Linked DNA regions of Mus musculus: region 1 is linked to region 2. Evidence: chromatin contacts called from public promoter capture Hi-C data. All regions are on one chromosome and are shown on one strand. Each heading gives the region's core, a stretch centred on a gene start, on an enhancer-like site or on the middle of the called end of the contact. The rest is flanking DNA. Distances are from core to core; before and after follow the strand shown.

What was found. Promoter capture Hi-C pulls out the DNA fragments that hold promoters and counts their contacts.
Region 1: a contact with region 2 is called in a promoter capture Hi-C map of liver, with 2.6 times the contacts expected there. The contact joins the enhancer-like site here to the promoter of Chst13 in region 2. A contact is called at or near these places in 15 of 39 promoter capture datasets (the 3T3-L1 cell line, 3T3-L1-derived adipocytes, the HPC-7 cell line and 7 more), 2 of 15 datasets of contacts at CTCF or cohesin (the NIH/3T3 cell line and stem cell-derived epiblast-like cells), 12 of 484 Hi-C or Micro-C datasets (the AML12 cell line, the G1E-ER4 cell line, cerebellum and 5 more), 1 of 115 datasets of contacts at active chromatin or transcription factors (embryonic stem cells) and 2 of 9 other capture datasets (adipose tissue and liver).

What each region holds. Positions count from the first base shown.
Region 1 is chr6:90,513,647-90,521,268 of GRCm38.p6, forward strand. No RefSeq gene overlaps it. Among named protein-coding and RNA genes, the nearest start is that of Aldh1l1, 33 kb to the right of the region's middle. Within about 2 kb of position 1,490, at least 55 of the 459 cell types and tissues checked have an H3K27ac peak or open chromatin away from gene starts, as enhancers often do. A contact at or near this core is called in 3T3-L1-derived adipocytes, the AML12 cell line, adipose tissue and 5 more, where this site is marked.
Region 2 is chr6:90,323,129-90,330,415 of GRCm38.p6, forward strand. It overlaps Chst13 (carbohydrate sulfotransferase 13), which reads right to left and starts at 2,057. Exons shown (of 3, transcript NM_027928.1): 1 at 1,947-2,057. The coding sequence starts at 2,034.

The sequences.
Region 1 (7,622 bases), core at 240-2,739, 190 kb after region 2:
TGCAGGGGCCAGAGGTCATCTGACATTGGTGGAGCTCACCCAGGTGCTGGGGAAGCCATCTGAGACACAGGTCCAGGAAAGGGGTGACAAGCCCAGATCTATCTGAGACCTTGCTTAAAGTGGGAGATGGAAAGAGGTTAATGGGGACAATAAATCTCATTAAAATTTTGTGTTCACTTTTTTGACTTCAAAATTCATCCGTGAATTGTACAGCTACCCAAGGGCTAAGGCTTTTTTGTTTTGTTTTGAGGTTTATTTTTAGATTCTTTATGTGTATGAATGTGTTGCCTGCAAGTATGGATATACACCACAGGTGTGCAGAGCTCAAACATGCCAGAAGAGGGCCTTAGATCCCTTAAAACTGGAGTTATAGACTGTTGTAAGCCACCGTGTATATGCTGAAAATCAAACTCAGGTCTTCTGGAAGAGCAGCCAGGCTCTCAACTGCTGAGACATTTCTCCAGCCCCCAAAGGTTGAGATCTTAAATTTGATCATTTTCATTTTCTTTGTCCTCTGTTTCACTTCTAATGCAGCCCTGAGTGGACCTCGGTGTCAGCTGCCAAGGTTCCCCAGTACCCCGAAGCTACTCTGCCCAGCCAGGAGTCCTGGATTTGAGGTTGCTCAACTTGGGTCTCTGGAAGGGCAGAGAAAAGGCCTGGGAACCCCCTACTCTGAAAAGCTTTCCAAAGACTGGTGGTCTAGCTTGAATAGACAGAGGGAGAGAATGGAGGAGGAGGAGGCCAAAACCTGATCCTCCTGTTAGGATCAATCAGATAACTTAGGCTTTGCTCCTGACAGGGGGTCTCTGCAGGTCAGCACCCTTCATATCCCTCACAGCCCTGCCAGAGGGCAGGTCCTTGAGAGGCATCAGGCTGGCTCCATGATATGCTGAGTGTGCACTGGCCAGGCCTCTCTGATGATGCAAGCCAGTCTCCATTGTGCAACAGAGATGAAGGGTCCCAGGGAGGGCCCACAGAGGCTTTGCCTCACTGGCACATTGAGCTGTGTCAAAATCAAACACCCCAAAGGAGAGAGTTTGAGGTTCAGAGGGAAGGTGTATTTTTACCAGGCAGTACAGGTCCTAGGGACCAGGGGCCAGGAGTGGGAAGGGAGGGGCAGATTAAGGGGGGGAAAAAGACAGACAGAAAGAAGAAGAAAAGGAGGGGAATGGCATAGAGAGGAGAGGAGGGAGAGGAGAGGAGAGGAGCAGCAGGAGAGTCAGGAGGTCCCTGGTTGAGTGCTCTCACCTAGAGACAGACAGCCTGGAGCAACAATGGAAACTCTCAGCCCCAGATCTCACCCTGAGGCTGACTCTGCTGGGTAAAAATAGGTGTGGCTCATAGGACAAGGTCTTGCAGTCCCCAGCGGAGCCAAGTAAATAGTGACCTGATCCAGCCATGGAGAAAAACCAAACCTTGTTGACTTTGCAGGCCTGCAGCTCTGGGTGCGGCCACTTGGGTCTCTTCTGTGGGGCTTTTGAGCAGCCTAGCCTGGGCTCTGCTCAGATCTCAGGCTGGAACCCTGGGGCACTGCCATCTGCCCTACAGGGTTTCAATAGATTCAGGGCCTCTGTGGCACCATGCTGCCCCCTGCTGGTCAGTTCTGTGGGATCCCGGGAGGTCTCTGATACATGGTGACTAGGAGGCCACTTTGGAGAGCCCTGGGATGAGACCCTCCCTCTCTAAGCAGATGGCGTAGAGAAGCACCAGTTACATTTCACATGTACAACTGAGGGTCTGTAAGGTTATGGTGGAACTAGGAAGTCCTCGTCCCAAGTGGGGACATGGATGTCATAGTACTGTGTGTTACTCCCATGTTTGTGTGACCATGTCTCCTGCACTGCCCGCCCTGTGAATGCAGAAACTCAGTCATGTGAACTGCAGAAGATTTGGTGGTCATGATCAGCGGCTACCTACTAGTCACGTCTCTTCATGTTTGTCTGCTTCGTTTTTCTTTCTTTTCTTTTTCTTTTCTTTTTTTTTTTTGTTTTTATTTTAATGTGTCTGGCTTTTGTCTGCATGTATGTCTATGTACCACGCGTGTGCAGTGTCAGTAGAGGTCAAAAGAGGGCACTGGATCCCCTGGGACCCATGGAATCACACCTGAGTCCTCGACAAGAGCCACCGAGCTTTCCCTTTTAAGTTGACTGTAGAGGTGTCAGCTGCAGTCCGCACAGCTCCCTGTGGCTCCCATTGGCTGTGTTTTGATAGTACTAAAGGCCACGTCCAAGGAGCAGCATGTTGCATACAGATCAGGCAGGGAAGGTGAGTTCATGCTACTCTCTGCAGAACAGAATCATCCTCTATCTGTCCCGGTCATGTGGGGACATCTGAGTAAGGCAGGGAAGGAGCCAGCCAGTGGCCAGTGACAAAAGCCCCTTCCTCTGTTCCCTAGCTTCTGTCTGTCTTTCCATGAGAAGTGTGTGACTGGTGCAGACCTAGCAGAGGCTGGCACTGTCCTGAACTATGTGTTGGCAGTGTCCCTACTGGGCCTTCATTCAGAGAGTGGACCTCTTGGGCAAGGAGGGATTGTGTTCTCCCAGCTGTGGGTTGGTCTTGGAAATTGAGATTAAGAAAAAAGCAAAGATGTCCAGGTGGTGGCTTTTCTCCTCCCACTGTGTGGGGGTTGAGGCACAGGATAGCTCCTGGCCTTTGGGTACATTCTGGTGTGTGTGTGTGTGTGTGTACATGTTTATGCATTTCACTAGTTATAGAAGAAATATTACAGGGCTGGAGAGATGGCTCAGCAGTTAAGAGCACTGACTGCTCTTCCAAAGGTCCTGAGTTCAAATCCCAGCATCTACATGGTAGCTCACAACCATCTGTAATGGGATCTGACACCTTCTTCTAGTGTAGCTACAGTGATCTGAAGACAGCTACAGTGTATTTAGATATAATAATAAATCTTTAGGCTGGAGCAAGGAGGGCTAGCCAAGCAAGCAACCTTCATTCCCAGCAACCACATGATGGCTCACAACCATCAGTATAGTTACAATGTGCTCATATACTTTTTTTTTTTTTTTTTTTTTTTTTTGGTTTTTTGAGACAGGGTTTCTCTGTGTAGCTTTGGCTGTCCTGGAACTCACTCTATAGACCAGGCTGGCCTCAAACTCAGAAATCTTCCTGCCTCTGCCTCCTGAGTGCTGGGATTAAAGGCATGCAACACCACGCCCAGCTGTACTCATAAACTTAAATAAATAAAATCTTTTAAAAAAAAGATTAAAAGAAAATGTACTTCTAGAAGAAGGAGGAGGAAGAAGAAGAAGAGGAGGAGGAGGAAGAGGAGAAGGAAAAGGAGAAGGAGGAGAAGGAGAAGGAGAAGGAGAAGGAGAAGGAGAAGGAGAAGGAGAAGGAGAAGAAGAAGAAGAAGAAGAAGAAGAAGAAGAAGAAGAAGAAGAAGAAGAAGAAGAAGAAGAAGAAGAAGAAGCAGAAGCAGCAGCAGCAGCAGCAGCAGCAGCAGAAGCAGAAGCAGAAGCAATATTACTGCATGAGGCTGCCCTCACTTGTACCAGCAGTCAACAAAGTTGTTTTGTTTTAATGAGACAGGGTCTCTGGATGTAGCCCTGTCTGGCCAGGAACTCACTATGTAGACCTGGCTGGCCTTGGGTTCACAAAGATCCACCTGCAGAGATCCACCTGCCTCTGCCTCTGCCTCTGCCTCTGCCTCTGCCTCTGCCTCTGCCTCTGCCTCTGCCTCTGCCTCTGCCTCTGCCTCTGCCTCTGCCTCTGCCTCTGCCTCTGCCTCTGCCTCTGCCTCTGCCTCTGCCTCTGCCTCTGCCTCTGCCTCTGCCTCTGCCTCTGCCTCTGCCTCTGCCTCTGCCTCTGCCTCTGCCTCTGCCTCTGCCTCTGCCTCTGCCTCTGCCTCAAGGATTTGGATTGATGGATCAAGATCAAGATCTGGTTCCAGAACTGATGTGCTAGAGAGTACCAGAAGAAGGCTCAAAAACTACCCGGGAAGCCTGGATGTGGGACTCAAGATAGGCCTACAGACCCCAAAGGCTGGGAACTTCCTGTTTCCTCTGCCAGTGCAGTTTCTTTGTGCCAGAAACATGTGGAAGTCTGCTGTCCTCAACTCAGTCCACCGAGTACCTCCCCAGACCAGGAATCCATCTTCTCCAACACTGATCCAGCCTGTACGGAGCTCTACCCAAAAATACAAGATCTAGGCAGCAGAGGGAAAAAGCTATAGTAAAACTGTGGAAGCAAGGCCAGAGTACTGTGCTAGATCTGCAGCCCCAAAGGCAGCGCCTTTCCCCTGGCCTCTGACTGTGGGCATTCCTTGTCCCAGAGACACTGTCTTGATTGTTCTCCTCCGCTTAGCCCTCCAAATATTTCCCCAGGCTCAGAGTCCACGTTTCCTATGTGGGGAGAGACCACCATGTGTCAGCCACCTTACTAGCAAGACATCGGCCACTAGGGAGAAGTTTCTTGCCCCACAGGTCCCCACAGACCTCCCCCTGAACCAAAAGAAAAACCAGAGGCCGCGCCTCCCCACTGCCTTAGAGTCAACCCCTATCTCATTCCCTCCCTTTCTTCAGCCCGCTCCTCCCGCCCCCCCCCCATGCCTCCTATCCCAGAAAGTCAAGATGTCCTCGTTGCCCACACTTGCCACTTTGCATCTCACCATGTTTGTTTCATGTCCTGCGCATGCTAAGCTAGCACCCAGAAGCCACACATGGCTTCCCCAGCCCTGACCTGCCTTCTGAAGCCCCTTCTTTTGGAGGTGCACTGTGCCTTTCTAAAGGCTTTTGTTTTGAGGTAGGGTCTTTTTAAGGTAGATTAAACGTAAATGCCTTTTTTATGAGACGTTTGAAAGGGCAATCTGACCATTATATTTTATAGCAGCAGAAGCAGAAGCAGAAGCAATATTACTGCATGAGGCTGCCCTCACTTGTACCAGCAGTCAACAAAGTTGTTTTGTTTTAATGAGACAGGGTCTCTGGATGTAGCCCTGTCTGGCCAGGAACTCACTATGTAGACCTGGCTGGCCTTGGGTTCACAAAGATCCACCTGCAGAGATCCACCTGCCTCTGCCTCTGCCTCTGCCTCTGCCTCTGCCTCTGCCTCTGCCTCTGCCTCTGCCTCTGCCTCTGCCTCTGCCTCTGCCTCTGCCTCTGCCTCTGCCTCTGCCTCTGCCTCTGCCTCTGCCTCTGCAAAATCAGGAACACCCACCAGCCTTAAAGCACTCTTGTCTCTGAACAGCAGTGTTTCTGAGGACCTGTCTGACATCAAGGTAAACACAGAGATGCTACGGGTGGGCTTTCCTTAGAGTGGAAAACAGAAAGTGAGCAGGGCTTTTTTTTTTTTTCCAGAGAGAGGGGAAGCGGCTTGAGGTGCAGATGGGGACCAAGAAGTCACACCCACAGAGCCTGCTCCAATCCACAATGTGACTTTGCTGTCTGCCTGTCACAGGCTGGAATTTATTTCTCTGTTGTTTGAAGTCAGGCCAGCCTGTGATACGGAAAGTGCCAGCAGGGCCTTGTGCAAGTCCCAAGGCTTGAGCCTCAAGGGGACTTGTGGCTTTGGTCTTCACCTGCCCTTGTAACCACCATACAGATACCAGGCCAGCTTCCATGGATGGATTTTGGCCATTTTTGACTCTTGCCTGGAATGAAGAATGCTGCCTGCCATCTACTAGGAGCTGACTTCTCTCCCCACTGCTCCCCACCCCCCTCACCCCTCCCCACCCACCCTTTCCTCCTAAAGTTGTTTTATCAGATCTTTTATCACAACAGGAAATTGCCAACACTCCTCTTTGGTTAGATTTCCCCTGAGTTTTCTTAATTGATTAATGACATTTTCATTTCTGGTATTTAGAAATACAATATCATTTTACATGTCTGTGGTGTGTAATTATACAAAATAAATCCACATTATGTCCAGCTATGTACCAGCAGGGCTCCGAGGTTCCTGCAGCTAGCTGGCTGCCACTAGCACTTCCCAGATCACCTACCCCCGGTGGCTAGCCTGCAGAAATTCGGCTACCACTCACTCAGATCCCCTTAGTCCCATAAAACGAAAACTCTAGAGGCTTGTAATTTACCAGCCAAATTTGTAACAGTAAATCCTCAACCCCCAAAAGGCCCACACAAAGAATACGAAACTCAATTGCTATAAATACAAGCTGCACACCTAGATGGGGCAAATGTGCCCTACATTACTCGATTGCCCGCTGTGGCTATTTCAGGCCATGTGGTTCTGATTCATCTTTTTCCTCCATCTTCTCTCCATCTCCATCTCTCCCTGTCCCCATCTCTCTCCTCTCTCTAAAACTTTCAGCTCTGCCCCCTCCTTCCACTGTTCAAACACAGGCTTTAATCTTATCTGACCAATGAAGATTTCAATTGACCTCACCTGAATACAGACGACCTTGGGGGGGTGGGGTGGGGCAGAAAAAACAGACAACAATCCACAACACATGTCAATCTTGTGTATCCTGAAGCATTGGTGAGTTCATTAGCTTTTGTGAATTTGGGGGATTTCCAGGCAAAGTCTTGTCACCTGTGAACGCAGTATTTTGCCATCTCTTCCTCTTTTCCGTCTTCCAAGACAGAGTCTCACTCTGTAGACCAGGCTGACCTCGAACTCACAGAAATCCTCTTGCCTCTGCCTCCTGTGCTGGAATTAAAGACGCACGCTCTATTCCCCAGAAGTTGTTGCCTCTTTCTTCTACCTTAGTTTGTTTTCAGTTTCTTCTGTTTTACTTCTATCTTTGCTATATCCTGACACTTTTTATTTCTTCTTCTTGTTTACTTTCTCTGGTTAGAATTTCTAATATAATGTTCTATAACCCCTTCCAGCTTATTCCTGTCCTTAGACAGGCCATTCCAGCCCCTCTCCTTTGTGTGTGATGTCAGTGTGAGGCTCTCCCAATGCCCCTATGGTATAGAGGACATGGTTGTCTATGTGTACATAGGTCCTGGGTGACTCGTGTTAGTATGAGGAGACCTGGGCTTGTTCAGATATTTTATCAATGTCAGCTAAGATGGTCACCAAGTTTCCTACCCTTTATTCAGAGAGTGTCTTCATTATTGATTACTTCTCTTCTGTTGAATCCTTGCTTTCCTGGGGTAATGGAACAAACAGTGAAACCGACCAATCTTTTCACTAGTGGGTTCTGGTTTTGTTATTCTGCTTAGGAAAGCCTTTACAAAATGGCCCTGTGAGCTCAGACTTTGTTATGTGTGTGCCTATGTATGTGTCTGTGCATGTGTGCGTGTAGGTACCACGGAGTTCAGAAGGGGCGTTAAATCCCTTGAGCTAGAATAATAGGCATTTATTAGCAACTTGACCTGGGTGCTGGGATCAGAACTCTGGTCCTTTGACAAAGCAGGAAGTGCTCTCAGACCCCAACTCAAGCCTTCTTAACAGCTGTGTGGTGTTGCTTCATGGACACTCTACACTTTTAAGGAAATATGCATTGATGAGTGTTGATAGTAGGCAGTCTTGTTACCTACACAGATCTCCTTTGCCAATGTGTACCAAAGGAGTATTGTATTCTTCTCTGTGGAAGAAAGCGTTCTGCCTGTCACCACCTTAACTGAGTGACTGCACTTAGTGTGATCAAGTGGAGTGGCATATTGCATACTTCTGCTAGGACATGAAAAGATCAGAGTCCTGTG
Region 2 (7,287 bases), core at 807-3,306:
CTAAGACACTGGCCCAAGACTGAAAAGTTGGTGGCTGGAAACCTACTACGGAAGAGTGCGAGCATCTAGAGGAGCAGCTCTCAACCTTCCTAATGCTGAGACCCTTTAATACAGTTCCTCACGTTGTGGTGATCTAACCATAAAATTATTTTCATTGCTACTTTATAACTGTAATCTTGCTGCTGTTGTAAATTGTAATGTAAATATCTGTGTTTTCCAGCGATCTTAGGATACTCCTATGAAAGGGGTGGTTCAACTCCCAAATGGGTCACCACCCACAAATTGAGAACTTCAGATCTAGAGACTGGGAGGTGAGGCGTAGAAACTGAGGAAGCTCAAGAGACCCATCTCAGACCAGGGGGAATAAAGCTAGGGTCAGTGAGGACTTCCCAGGGAAGACAGCATGAGACCAGCCTGGGGATGGCAGGTGTAAATATCAGCCCTACCCGAGCGAAGCTGGTAAGGGGAGAGCACGCAGCCCTTTCTCTAACCGTGCTTGCACTTTCCCTCCCCTGCTCCCGTTCACACCCCTTACCCCTAGCTTCCCTAGGAGAGGAGGGGTCCCAGGGCTACGATTGCTTTTCTTCCCAAACCTGGCTGGAGGAGGTGGCAGGAGAGATGTGTCCCAAAAGGCATGAAGACATCCTCATGGCCACCCAGGCACATGCCTCTCTGCAGACACACCCCAGGGCCAGACTATCCACTCATACCCCAAAACAGTGTTTGGGCCCTGAGGGACCTGAGCCATTGTGGCCCAGGAATGGGTAAACATTTGTCTACAATGAATGACAGGGTGGACAGAGACTGTGGCATCAGCAGACACTGCGACCACACCCAGACCGTGCCAAGGGACATGTTAGACATGAGAAAGCACCTATACAGAAGTAGCCATTCACCTACAGGTCTTCAGTAAGGAGAAGGCTCCCTTCCGGGGGGGGGGGCTTGCAGGGGTGCCCTGGCACAGCCACTTACATCTGGTCATGCAGAGCTTGTTAATTGGCAGAGTGAGTAGACACAGGCATGGTGACTACTCCTGAGGCCTTCCCAGTTCTGTTCACCTGGCATCCTTCCCAGGGGTCCCTAAGGACGAAGCCAGTGTGATGCACGGGCTGGGGGCCAAGCACTGTCTACTGTAACATTCAAACTCACCCTCCTAAAATCCCTGTAAGCATGGAGTCAGAACCTATTCCATAGATGAGACTGTTAAGGCCCTGGGAGGGGACAGATAATAGGTTAAGCTTGCTGAGTGACCTCTGATCTACAAGCCTGCTGGTCATTGAGGTCCTCCATGGATCAGTACCATTCTGAAAACAGTTTTCCCTTGTCCTGAGTCACTCTCAGCTAATGACCCTGTCCACCCTTGAGTAAAAACCTGTCTGGAAGTGAGCAGACCCCATACACACAGACTAAGGATGGACAAACCGTCAGAAAAGTAGCCCACTGCCCAGGTACCTCTAAGCCACTCCACACCTGACCTCTGCCCTCAGCTTGGTCTGTAAAGTGAGTTATCTGCCAGAGGATCAGAGGAGACCTAGGTTCATTCAGAGTGAAACTGACCACATGCCTGGTGGAAACTGGTACTAGCAGGTCGTGATCCCTGAAACGCCAGGCCAGCATAGACCTGTGCAGTTCTTCTGTGGATGTATAGACTCAGCAGGATCTCAGATTAAGACAGGCATCCAGGCCAGAGAGCAAACTGACTTCTCAAGGCTCAGAGAGTAGGGCAAATGTAACAAACGCATCTCTAGATTGACCAAAAGTTCCCACCAGCAGCTCTACAGGGAGTCAGACAGTGGTCATCTCGCCAGCGACAAGAAAAGAAGTTCCATGCGGGAATGGAAGGAACCTGTCTTCCACTGGCGATGCCCCAGCCCCAAACAACAGGCAGGTGCCAGGTGGCTCTCTAGCTGAGGAAACAACGCAGAGCCCCGGGCCCGCGCACTCACCGGGACGCAGGGCGCACAGGAGCAGGAGTGCAGCACCCAGACTTGCCACCACCGGCAAGGGCCGCCTGCAACAGGAGCGTCTTCCCATGCTGTGCCTGGCACGCGTGGCAGGCGACAGTCATCCGGTGCGTTCTCCTTCCTACTGTGCGGCGGAGGTCCAGGACACGCCCAGTTCTGCCCTTAGTTTAGGGCCCGCCCAGAAGCAGCGTCCAGTGCTCCAGGCTAGAGATAGACGCGCCTGACTGACTTAATGGGTAAAGCTGTAACCCTAGGCCAATGAAAGCAGTATCTATCCCTGATACTAGTCATTAAACCAGGATTCCCTACTTTACACTGATGGGAATTGGTAGTGGAGAAACTCTCAGATATGGGTGTCCCGGGCCCAAGTGCTCTACTGGCGGAGCTAGAAGCTGCAGCTGAGGTCCTGGGAGCCAAAGCTTTGGTCAGAAACGGACTCCAGAAGCTCAGGTTGGACACTCATTGCCCTAGGCTTTAACCCCTAGTACAGGGCAGCTACTGGAAGCCTAGGAATGACAGCTCTGGTCCCCAAGCTTTCGGACTCTTGACCCTCAGTACTGGCAAATGTCACAGCTTGTAAGTCCAAGGGTCCTGGGACCCCCTGCCATTAAGGCTCAGTAGCTTCTCCTCCCAGCCTGCCTTCTCCAGTCTTAACCCTTGGCAATTTCTTGTCTCTTCTTTACTTCCCCTGGCCTTGCCTATGGAACTTCTGCTCTCACAGCAGCCCCTCAGTTCCCTCTCTGGGGAAGACCACTTTGAAGAAACTCTCCACGTGGACCACACAAGTGATCACAAGCTGATTCTGAATGGAAGTGTGTGCACCAGTCAGGACACGGCCCTTCCTGAAAACTAAGGACTGGATTTGCATCAGTCATAGCGCAGGGAGCCAGGAAAAAGACTCCCCCTCATCGTGAGTAAAAATGCCCCAGAGTCATGTTAATTCCCCCAAGGCTGATGATGGGCAGAAAGTCCTGCATCCTGCACAAACTGTTTGAAACAGCAGTGACTGAGACCAGGAGTCCGGAGCTTCGAGATCCAGCAGCTGAAATCAGAAACTCAGCTTCCCAAGGTGCTCAAGGAGAGTTCAAAGCAGCCAGAAACCATGAGGACAGTAGTAAGGTTAGATAAAGCTGAAAGCCTCACTGCCGAGGAAGGCTCTAAGTGTCAGGATCACAAATCTTCCAGGACCCAGCAACTTAGCTTATGTAAAGGAAAAAAAAATAGCATGTGGTTTAAACCCAGCTCTTGGGAGGCAGAGGCAGGCCAATCTCTGTGAGTTCGAGGACAGCCTAATCTACAAATCCAGGACTATTAAACAGAAAAACCCTGTCTCAAAAAAAAATCAATCAATCAACCACCCAATAAAAAGTAAAAGATAATATTGAAGGGGTACTTTGTAATAGAGGCCTTTTTATAGCTGTCTTCACAGTGCCCAGTGTCCTAGGAGCCCACAGTGACTTTTCAGGTAGGAAGGGAGGTGGTCTGCACCACAGTGCAGGACAGCAGCCAGAGGTGTGTGGGGCAGAGAATACGTGAGGGAACCCATCTCTGGCCTGGTTCTACCTGCTACAGTTTGCTCTGGGTGCCATCACCCACTCAAGACCCAGTCAAGTAGAGAAATGGAAAGAGCAGGCCTTCTACAGCATTTCTTAATGGCAGGGCCAAACAGCTAGGCTGAACACAAGCCCAAGGGACCTGTGGATGTCAGTCCTTCCCCCATCCCAGGATCAGTTATAAATGTTTCTTCCTTCCCCCAAGCTCACACTGTAGCATGCTTTCTTATGTGTCGAGTCCCATTTGAATCCCAGTTCATGCAGGCATTGTCCAGCCTGAAGGAGAAGTGAGAGATCTCAGGCATGTCTTTCCTGGGCACTAGATCTGTTGTACTTGGTCATGTCACCCACAGCTGCTGCAGGCACAGGCACTCGGAGCTTATTTCAGACAGGGGGTTGCATTGTAGAGAGACACCAGAGTGAAGTCCACCCTTTGACAGATAAAGAAAGGGCTGGGAGTGTGGCTTAGTGTTAGAGGGCTTTCCTGAGCAGTGAAGCCCTTGCTTACATCCTGGTGCCACAAAATACAAATAAATAGAAGAGAAAGACATCCAGTGAGCACTGTGGGCTGCAGACTGCTCCTGATCTCGGGGTCTTGCTGCCCTGATGCCAGCCTCGTAGAGAACCCAAACAAGCAGCTGGCCCTGTGTGCACAGGAAGGGCATGGCTGACCCAACATTTAGCCTTGCGTGTATGGGATGAGGTGCTGCACCCAACACTAGCGTCTTACCTGCCATCTGTACTCAATTTCCCTGTACAATGGCGGTAATATTAAACCTCACTTTGTTGTGGAGGCTATATGAGGAGCAGAGATACTTGAACAGCCTCAGGTGTGGCAAGTGCCGTGTAAGGACTTGATATTAGAATTCAATAATCCTAATTGGTTCCTCTTATAGCAATGATCTATTATCAATTAATGAAGACTATGAAACAAATAACATTTATACGTTTAGCTTCAAATAGCAACAATGGTTCTACCTCCTTTCTGGGTGGGAACCCAGCTCACACTAAAACCACATAAATCCCTCGAGGAATGTCTGCTTCCTTTCAGCCCAGCCCAGAACCCGAGGATGCTGGATAACACACAATACCTATCTGCCCCCCCCCCCCCCAATCTCACCCAAACTCTCAGACCAGAACCTAGTCTTCCAATCTTCGGTGTGTTTTTGGCCTTCTACGCTGCCACCTGGTGACCAAAATTGAGAATAGCTCAGCCCACTATTGTCCTTAGAGATGAGCATCGGTGGAGACTACCAGAAAGATTGGAATCCATGTGCAGAAGCCTGCCTCCAAGAACAGGTAGCTCCGTGGAAAAGCTTCCTTTTGCCTGCTGCAAAGGCCCTCAGATGTGTGTCAATTATAACTAAGTAGCAAATTGCCTTGAACTTTGGAAACATCCAAAAACCACTTCAATGCTGTGGATCAGGATCCTAGGAAGGCTCCTGGTGGTATGCTTCCCCCAGAGATCCCATGCTGCTGCAGGCAGATGGTAACAAGATGGCCATCATCTTATCAGGAGGCCTGCCATGATGGTATGTGACATACGTAACTATCTTTCTCAGGAGCCTGGAATCTTGGGGCCATTCCCAGAGAACGTGGCTGTGTGGCCTGTCTCTGACCTGATCACATTTCCCTTAGTTCCCTGGAGCCACTGAGGCTGTCCAGGTTCCAGTGACAGGTGAATCCCAGCCTCACACAAAGACATGCCTGAAAATTTGTAGATCTGATTTAATTCTGTCTCTGCATGTTAAAGAAGCAGTAAGGAACCATGAAGTTGGCCTGGCCTAGCTGCCTTGAGAGGCATGTGTCTTCGGATTTTCAGGTTAGAGTCCATGACTCCTAGGGCACAATGTGCCTTCCAGTTTCTGAGAGACTGACACACTGCCTCAGGAAGTGCAGTATTCAGGCCTCTCTGCTTCAATGTATGTTCCCTCAGAAGTCAAGGAAGCATGGACGCTTGACAGGACAGTTAGTCTTAGGTAGTAATATTGTGTACCCTGTATAGCTTGTAAATGTCATTGAATCCTAGCAACTTCAACTGTACTGATCCTGGCAATTGTCATTATGTTCTGTTTCTGATAAAGGTTTAAAAAGTCTGATTGCTCCCAATAAAATTGCCACAGTTTTGCTGTGAACACCTTCCCCCCAGCAGCCTGATTTAATTCCTCATGGCGTATCAGATGACGTTGGCCTGGTAAGTATGTGCAGGCACTTACAAAGGAGGCTCTGTGGCGAGTGCCAGTGGATGGACAAAGTGAGAGATGGTGCATCTCCCGGAGCCTACAGTGAGCATTTATTTCTAAACACACCAAAAATCTGACGGCTGAGATATCTGGATGCTGGCTGTGCCTCTTCTCTTCTGTGTCGGTTGGAAGGGGAAGGGCTAGCAAGAGGCCAAAACTGTCTCTGGAGATGGAGTCTTTAGTGCAGGTATCAATGAGAAAAATGCCAACATCTCATGTGGTGCTGATTGCATGAGGGGCATCGTTCAGGGCCCTTCAGGTATGGACCTCATTCCATCCCCAGCTACACCTGTGAGGTATTAGTGTTGTTAGGGCCATCTATCCCTTGGTGTTCATGCCACTGGAACTGCAGATACCAATCCCCAGGGTCATCTCCCTTACATGTTATAAAGTGGTGTGTAACCTATAAAATCCTCCCCTTACTTTCTGTCATCCTTGGGTGCCATGTGAAACCTAACACAATGCCATTGTTGTGGCAATAGACTTCACACTGCATCTCTGGCGAGCCCACAGTCAGGATAGGCATAGGTAAGGCTTTGTACAGTTTGTAAGAATCATCCTCAAATGGGGATCCTGAGGGCCATCCATCCTTTCCTTACAGAGAGGCCAGGAAACATACCCAGGGACACACAGCTAGTGAGCAGGGTAGTTGTGGTCCAAGCCAAACACACTTCTGTGTTCAGCTTATGTGAATCTCTTACTCCATTAAAATGTTTACAGTTTGTTTTCTGACTAAATAACTTATTCTAGGGTGAGATTCACATGCAATTGTGAGGTGGCATAGGTACTCCATGTGCCCATATGTCTCCCTAGTGGTGACATCTTGAACATTCCAGTCAGGGTGCTGAACTTGAGGATGTCCACTGCAATATAAAATCAGCTTCAGTTGGTTACAAATATTTAAAAATTAGATTAGACAAAACAGTTGGGATTTTTTTTGTTTCTTCCTGAGAACACAGCTCTATATAAGCATATTGTCATAGGTCTTTGTTACAGGGAGGGGAATCCGAACAGGGAACAGAGTCCAGCCAGGCACAATGCGATACCACCTAGGGAAGGCATGCTAGGACTGAGAGACAGTGGGTTGCTGCTCATGGGGGATTTCTGCCCCATCCCCTATCCCAAGGGCCAAGGGAATTGGGGTTTACCCAACTCTGCAGCCTTCTGCAGGACTTGGGAAGCCAGATGGGCTCTAGGCACCAGCCCCAGTGAGCAGAGAGAAGCATGTGCAGCCCCTGGAAGTGGGCCAGCAGTACTCAGGCTCCCAGAAGGGAGGGCAGGGCAGAGGCAGAAGCTGCCGAGGGAGTCCTATTCATTCAGCCTGGACCCAGCCTGCAACAGTACCTGGTACAAGGCAGTGCTTAGACACCTTAGCCTATAGGAAAGATCAGGAGGTTAGATGACAGCTAGGAGACCTCCAGTTCAGAGGGAGAGGGGAGATGACTGAGGAGTCCAGCAGGAGGCACTAGGAACCTAGGGACCCCAGCATGAAAAAGACTTTTCTCAGTCTCAGGTTCTGCATAACAC